Regions from separate parts of the Zea mays genome. Here region 1 is linked to region 2. A link is a contact called in public Hi-C data. All regions are on one chromosome and are shown on one strand. The core of a region is the stretch at or near the end of the contact, and the rest is flanking DNA. Distances in the headings are between cores, read along the strand shown. Region 1 holds the start of LOC100283286 (mTERF family protein). Region 2 holds the start of LOC100273309.

What was found. A called contact is a pair of places that touch in the nucleus more often than the background predicts.
Region 1: a Hi-C map of tassel shows a contact between it and region 2, with 2.0 times the contacts expected there. The contact joins the promoter of LOC100283286 here to the promoter of LOC100273309 in region 2. A contact is called at or near these places in 2 of 25 Hi-C or Micro-C datasets (ear and tassel).

What each region holds. Positions count from the first base shown.
Region 1 is chr8:110,290,536-110,294,966 of Zm-B73-REFERENCE-NAM-5.0, forward strand. LOC100283286 (mTERF family protein) reads right to left here and starts at 2,497. Exons shown (of 4, transcript NM_001350187.1): 1 at 1,019-2,497. The coding sequence starts at 2,440.
Region 2 is chr8:110,103,642-110,107,522 of Zm-B73-REFERENCE-NAM-5.0, forward strand. It overlaps LOC100273309, which reads left to right and starts at 2,076. Exons shown (of 3, transcript NM_001147750.2): 1 at 2,076-2,455. The coding sequence starts at 2,118.

The sequences.
Region 1 (4,431 bases), core at 1,247-3,746, 190 kb after region 2:
ACACTAGTTATAGTAACTCACAGAATTAAATACATGCTTCCCATGTGAAAAAAAAAACTAAATTAAATGGACTCTCATACATTTTAGCAATTCATATTTCATAATAGCAGAAAATCATGGTAATGGCAATAGGTCATATACAGATACATAGGATCGGTTAAAATGTTCTTGCATTGCTATAGAACTCTGTGATGCATCAGACACAGCCAGAACTACAGCAACACTAACAAAAAACACTTTTCTTATGCTCTACACTCTAATTCAACAAAAGAACTTGATACGATTAAACAAACCATTGAACAAAACCATGATCAGAATCATCATAAACGCCTTCATCCTCTGCACTCTCTACACCCTCCAGTCCTCCACAAATGCATTCACGTAAGAAGATTCATTAGCTTGTGTTTTCAATACAATATGGAAACCAGTCAGCACCTCTAATCTTCAGTCCACTGGTCTCGTGTTATCAACCTCTGGGCATGCATGAAAAAGATGGTTTCACATGTGTTTTGCATAGAATTGACACTGTTTCAAATTGTAAGACATTTTGACTTTTTTACTTAGATCGTTTTTACTATATATCTAGATAGTGTATATCTAAGTGCTTAAAAGTTATAACTATATATCTAGTGCTAGTTGTCTGTCATGAAGGGATACACACACTAGTGTTAGTTGCCCGTAGTGTTTTGGCATAGAATTGACAAGTACTTCCTCTATTTCAAATTATAAGACATTTTGACTTTTCTACTTACATTATTTTTACTATACATTTAGACATAATGTATATTTAAATGATTAAGACTATATATCTGGAAAAGCCAAAACCTCTTATAATTTGGAACTGAGGGGATACATCAGTAAGGAAGATGAGAAATGCATCATTAAGCTATAATTTGACATTTCGCGTACCAAGCACATACTCCAAAGTTAAAAATCTAATGACTAGTGAAATAAATTATCGAACAAACTCATCATCAGAGTCACCATAATCACTGTCTTCATACTCCTCACTCTCTACCTCATCCACAGATGCATTCATGTCAGAAGAATCCTCACGCTCCATTTCCTCAACCCCAATTGTATCATACTTCATGCGCTCATCAAATTTGGCATCAGAACAGTTAAGAAGCCATGCAAGGGAGCATGTGAGGCCCTTCCGGGACACCATCTCATGCCGAGGCCTCACAGTCGACTCGATGCCATATGTGAAGAATGCAGGAAACTCAACCAGCTCCTCCAAATCCCTCTCCATCTCATTCTTGAAGTATTCAAAATTCATCCTCATTATATCTATATTTAGTGCAAGCAGTTGGGGGCATGCCACAACCATTTTGCTCACTTGAGATAGCATAAATCCACAAGCTGTGAGGAAATTAACATGCTTCAGAACCGCAGCTCGTCCAAGACTAATGGCTTGCGGCATCCTCTCCAGCACTCTCCCAAAATCTTCACGACTAACCAATATGCTCGACTCAAATAAGCTCTGTTGTGCAACAAGCTTGTCCCTCAGTTCAAGTCCAAGAACGTCGGGGTACTGCATCACAATGGATGCTAGGGCCTCCTTCCTCACTCCAATGTCCACAAGAGCCTCAATGTTAGGCTTCACCTTCTCCTGTAGCCCAAATCCAAGCACATATGGCTTCTTCTCTATTATTCTTGCAATAGCTAACCTCTGCAGCCCGATGCCCTCAAGGTGTTCGACGAAAGGCTTTATTATCTTCCCCACGCGCATGCCAAGCACCTCTGGAAAACGGGTGATGACGCTGCCTACCTGACGCCTCCCCACTCCAATGCCGACGAGGTAGGCGACGGAAGTGCTCATGGTGCCCTCGAGCTTGAATCCGAGGAGCTCCGGGTAGCGCTCGAGCACGCGCGGCACGTCAGTGGGCCTCACGTCCATACCCTGGAGGTACTTGACGACGGGGGCAAGGTCGACGACGACGCTGGCGTGTAGTACCTGCGGGTACCGTCTCAGCAGGTCCGGGAGCGCATCGCGGCGTACGCCTAGCTTGCCGAGGTAGTCGAGGACGGGGACCATGTTCTTGCGCACGCTGCAGCCGAGAGCGAGAGGGTAGGCAGCGAGGTCCTCCTGGGTGAGCCCGAGGGAACCCAAAAACTCCGCGCGCTCCCGCATGACGTCGACGGTGACTGGGAGCTCGAGGCCCGCGAGTTCGCCCGGGTCGACGCCGAGGGAGGTGAGGAAGGCGTCGACATCGGCGCGGCGGGTGGCGCGATCCCGCTCCATGTCGAGGAGGCTGGGGCGCGCGTAGAGGGAGGAGGATGGTCGGCGCGAAGGCGTCCCGGGGGAGCGGCGGTCGGCTCGGGGCGGCGCGGAAGCGGAGGCAGAGGAGGCGGCGCGGAGGCGGAGGAGCCTGCGAAGGCGGGGAGCGGGGAGGAGCAGCGACGTGGGGTGGGCGGAGAAGAGGAGGGACTTCATCATTTGGACTTGGGGGCAACAGGTGAGCGACAGAGGTCCGGTGGCGAGGATGAAAGCCGCAGCGATGAGATGCAGAGCCACAGCAGAGAGGAAGGCAAAGGCTACAGGCCTACAGCTGTAGGCCGCAGTGGCGGACTGCACGCGCTGAACTATGCCGTCGTAGGGTAAAATACGCCTTCAGCGTCATGTGTACTATTGGTTTATTGGTTGTCGTTTTAACAAGATTTTAGTTAAACTTATAAAATTTTAAGTACAATTAACTATTTTATTATTTAGTTTTAAAATCTAATATTTATAAGCATTAATTTGTCTTAACAAGTATTTTTATAAAAATATAAATATACTAAGAGTTTATTTATATTTTAACAAAAAACATTAATTATAGTTATATTTTAGAGACCGTATTATTGTTCTAAGTGACAACTAATAGGAAATTGGAGAGCGTATGTCTATTATGTTGTAGGATGTAAATTATAGTTATACATCGTTGTAAGGGACATACTCTATCTAGTCTCGTGTGTTGCTAGAAGGATATAGGGAGATAAGATAAGCACATGTAGGTGAAAAATAATAATATAATATATGCTAGTTGATATATAGAGTAAACATAATTGTTGTATAGAGTAAAGAATCTTAGGTCACGTTTGGTTTGAGAAACTAAAGATTAGTCTATCTATTTTAGTCATATTTAATCCCTAAATTATCAAACGGTATGACTAAAATAGAGACTAAACTATTTTAGTTTCTAGTCCATCAAGAGGAGACTAAAAGAGACTAAACCATATAAATTTCACGTTTTGTCACTCATTTATTTCAGTTGCACTAATTGTGGGATAATGCTTAGAGGTATTTTAGTCCTCTTATAATTTATTTAATACGTTTTAAATACTTTTAGTCTTTAAAACCAAACAAGATAGGAACTAAATTTTAGTCCCTGAACCAAAGTAACCAAACGGGCCTCACTGGTGAGGATAGGATTTTTTTAGTATTAATTCAGAGTACGATACGGATAGCCTTAAAAGCCAGGACTGGCTTCTTGGGCAGGCTACAGAAGAGCCGAAGCGAACATGTTGTATTGGAGATGGGCTTCGGGGCCCGCAATCCTCGCCGCACTAGTACTCCATTCCCAGTGGCCAGGCTACACCCAGCATGTTCGCTTCTATCTGTCGGCGGCGGCTCCTCCGCCACCGGCACAATCCGCGGTGACGCCCTCTCCCACGGCCACTCCTTAGCAACCATATCGGGCGCCCCCGTGTCCTAGCCACGTGCTTCCACTGTCTGCTATCTAATCTCCTGCGGACTTTTTCCGCCGTCACGGCCGCCCACAAGCTCTCAATCCGCTCCCCACGTCGTCCGCGCGCTCCGGAGGCTTCACCGATGCGGAGGTTGCCGACCTAGTCAATATGCATCTACTAAATCTCTACTACTCTATAAGATGTTATTGTAGACGTCCACACAAACGAGTGGTGCACGGTTCTGTCCCGCGGCGCCTGAAATCCCGCTCGCAGCGCCTGAACTCCCGCTCGCAACGCCCGATTTCCTTCCCCTCCCAAACCTTCCATCGACGCTACGTTGTGATCCCCTCCACTGGCCAGGATGGCACCCGACATCACCCCCTCGCAGCACCTTCAACCCGACATCTCCACCCCCACGACGAGCAGGCCAGGCATGGATCTCGCCCCCACGCCCGGCGATGGTGCCCATGCTCCGCCCCCGTACCCAGCGGGCAGCCACGGATCTCGCAGAGCGAGGAAATCGCGGATCATGCCGGATCTACCGCTCCCAATCTCTGCATCGCGTCACGCCTTCCATGGAGTCTCTGTACGTATGCCAGCCCCCGTCCCTCACCCCTGATCTGCCACTCCCAATATCTCTACCCCCACCGCGACGACGACGCGCAACCCCCGGCCACCACGCTGCCAGCGCCCGTCCCTCACCCCTCACGCTATAACCGGACTGCCGCACCTGGCCCCCACTCCCATGAGATTGCCGCC
Region 2 (3,881 bases), core at 826-3,325:
CTAGTGAGTAACCATGGACTCAAATCTTCTCTTCATGTCAATTGAATGGAGTCTCTTGCCATTTTCTTAGTTACATGTGGTCATGGTTGGTCTAATAGTGGTGCACAACATGTTTTTAAGCATTCTGGAGAGACTATTAGTCGAAAATTTAAGGAGGTATTGCATTGTGTGGTGGACTATATAAGGCCAATTGATCCAAACTTTGGTACTACACACCCTAGAATTACCAAGGATCATAGGATGATGCCTTTTTTCAAAGATTGCATTGGTGCAATAGATGGCAGTCATGTTGCGACAGTATCACCTTCACATGACCAAATTAGATACATTGGTAGAAGTGGAAGGGCAACCCAAAATGTGGTTTTTGTTGTTGACTTTGACCTATGGTTCACATATGCATCTATTGGACAACCCGGATCAATGCATGACACAAGTCTATTGTTTAATGCATTGGAGCGTGATGCGAACTTGTTTCCACACCCTCCATCAGGTAATTTTTTATTGTCATATATATAAATCAATAGAATAATAAGTATCGTCTTTCTTTGTGCTAAAAAGTATATACTTTTATACATTGTTCTAGAAAAATATTATACTATAGATGCGGGCTATCCCAATCGCCCCCGGTACTTGGCTCCATACAAAGTTGAACGTTACCATGTTTCTGATTGGAGAAGGGAGCCTCCACCAAATAGTGAGCAAGAATATTTTAATCAAGTATTCGGAATGTCGTAGAACACACATTTGGTGTGTGAAAATAAAGTGGTGTATACTTCTTAAGATACCAAGTTACTCCATAGAAAAGCAAAAAATGATTGTTGTAGCTACCATGCGCCTTCATAATTATATTCGTGAGAACCATCGAGAATACAAAGATTTCCATAAGTGCGATCGAAACCTGAATTATGTACCCACCATACCTTCCAGATATAGAAATGCAACTGACTTATCATGTATATACTCCAATGATCATACGATGGATATGTTTTGTGATGATATCGCAAGAGCGATCTTTCTTTCTAGCTTCTAGGTAATCCTTGAGGTGATGTATGACTTATGTGTGAATTGTGATGTGCAAATGCTTTTCAAATATTACTCTATAAAATATTTTTTCACCATAATCTTCTTTTGTTGTAATATTACTCCACAAAATATTTTTCACCATGTTTTTTTGTCTCATACATCAAATCATATATTACATGAGGAGCTGAATTTATTTTGCTAAACGATTTGAAAAAAGCGCTAGCTTCTGTAACAAGCTCCTCCTTTAGAGGAGCATGGCCTAAGACCGACTCCAGCAGCAACCTGTAAAGGGTCATGTACTCTAAATGTAGGGGACAGTCAGGTCCTTTATTCCTCCAACAAGAGACTCTAAAAGGTCCTCTAAAATTTAGAGGATGGCATATGTGCGCTATCTATAGAGGGTGCTCTATACACGGTACATGCGTGTCAGATCCTTTTTGTGTCTGTACGCTCACGTGGTAACGAGTAGTAAAAAATAATATAGAATGTCAAATCTAGTACACTGTTGATATAGATGATGGAATTTAGGAGATATTGCTGGAGATGAAGAAGATATAGTACATAATCTTTTAGAAAGTGCTGTAAAAGACAAAAAATATTCTTTTAAGGGATAAAATTTAGGGGACGTTGCTGGAGACAGCCTAAGCCTATCTCCAACAACGATCTGTAAAAGCTCATGTCCTCTAAATATAGAGGTTTGTTAGATCATTTATCCCTCCAACAAGAGACTCTAAAAGGTTCTCTAAAATTTAGAGGATGCCATGCATGTGCTATGTATAGAGGATGTACGATAGTGCTCTATACACTGTGCTGATTTCTGTGCATGTGCTGACGAGCGGTAAAAAATAATATAGAATGTCAAATCTGGTAATACTGTTGATATAGAGATGAAATTTAAGGGATATTGTTGGAGATAAAGAAGATATAGAGTATAAAATCTTTTAGCGAGTGCTGTAAAGAACAGAAAATATTGTTTTAGGGGATGAAATTTAGATGACGTTCCTGCCAAACGCACCAGTCCATAAGCACGCCCGTCCAGAACCTTATCAGACAACGAACGCGACACGTTGCACTTAACTGCTGCCAAAACAACTATGTGCGTCCAGCGTCTGCTGAGGCTGAGGATGGCGTCCCGCTCGTGCTCCCGCTGCGCTGCCTTGGCGCCGCACGCTGCGCTCCCGCTCTCCTCTCTCCTCGCACCCTCGCCCTCTGCCGCGCGCCCTCGATCCGCGCCCCTCTCGTGCGCAGCTCGGCCGTGCAGGGGCCACGCGGCGGCGTCAGCGTTGCACGGCGCGGCAGGGCGGAGGCCCCCGAGCGTGGCGGCGATGTCGTCGTCGACGCCGCCGCCGGGATCCGTGCAGAAGTCGGAAGAGGAGTGGGAGGCCATCCTCACGCCGGAGCAGTTCAACATCCTACGCCTCAAGGGCACCGAGTAATGATTTTAACCTGCAGTAGCCACATATCTTGTCCTTCGCTGTTGTTGCTGAATTTGTCTCGTTGAGGAGAGTGACAAATTGAATGGTCACTTGTAGTAGTAGTAGATACGCATTCTGATCAACCCAAGTTAAATGTAATTGCATAAGCATTAAAAAGATTGCCTAGAATGTACATCACCATGCTCTCACCCGCTACATATATCATCAATTCTACATGACTGCCCTATGCGTTTAACTGCAGAAGCTGATTCTAATTTTCTACCAGTATTTGGATGGTACAATTATTAGAGGTTGAAGCATTGTTGTTAGTTGTTACTGAATCGCACCATCCATCTTATTAGTTGCTATTTTGAACTACTACATGTTTTGTACTGAGATTTAATTATACACAAAATCCCAAGATAGCAATCTGTTATAGCCCTTGAATCCTAATTGTAGATTTCCCTTGACAGTAAGCAAATTTGCTCAGCTACTCAACAAAAGAGGTCCCTCATTTGCTCTCTAGATTTCATCTACTTCTATGCTTGCACCTTGGTTATGCATATTTCTGTGGTGCTCGTGTTACATTTCTTCCATGTGCCTCTTCATTTCATGGTGGTGTTTTGTTTCAGCATTTCAAAAAATCTAGCCAAATATGACATAAATACAATGTTAGTCCATAGAAGATGGAACAAGTAACTGGAGAAATTGGTGCTGCATTAAGGTTTATATCACAAAAGGTGTTGGATGTTGCCATGCTGTGAATATTACTTTAAAAATCGAGAAGAATCCAATAATTGTGTAAACTAGAGCAGGTTGCGGTACAGTTGATCATGTCGTTAACTACAGATGTTATAATATACAGATTTTTTTTGTCTTTTCATGCAATAAAACAAGAGAAAAAGTCAGTGTCTTTGTAGTCCGGTTACAACTTCCAACACCTCAGAAGGTATTTAGTGACTGCGGATCTTGTTTTTACGATCAAGGGCCTTACTTCCTAATTTTATTAGAGGTGACTTGGAATTTTATGAATTGTCGAGTTCTTTTGTTGAATTAGAGTGTAGAGCATAAGAAAAGTTGTGAATTGTTTGATAAATTAACTAGCACCAGGTTGTTTTTTGTTAGTGTTGCTATAGTTCCGGTTGTTTGATGCATCACAGAGTTCTATAGTAATGCAAGAACATATTAACCTATCCTATGTATTTGTATATGACCTATTGCCATCACCATGATTTTCTGCTATTATGAAATATGACTTGCTAAAATGTATGTGTTATGGTTGCTAGATCGGTGAGGGATTGGAGTTGCTAGTGGAGGCGGCACGTTACGGTTCACATGTGAACAATACCCGCCAATGAACTATAGATGCATAGATGGTATTGGAGAGGGGGGTCGATGGGTAGGAACGCCGACCGAGGGCCTCTGCCCACGACCAAGCAAGAG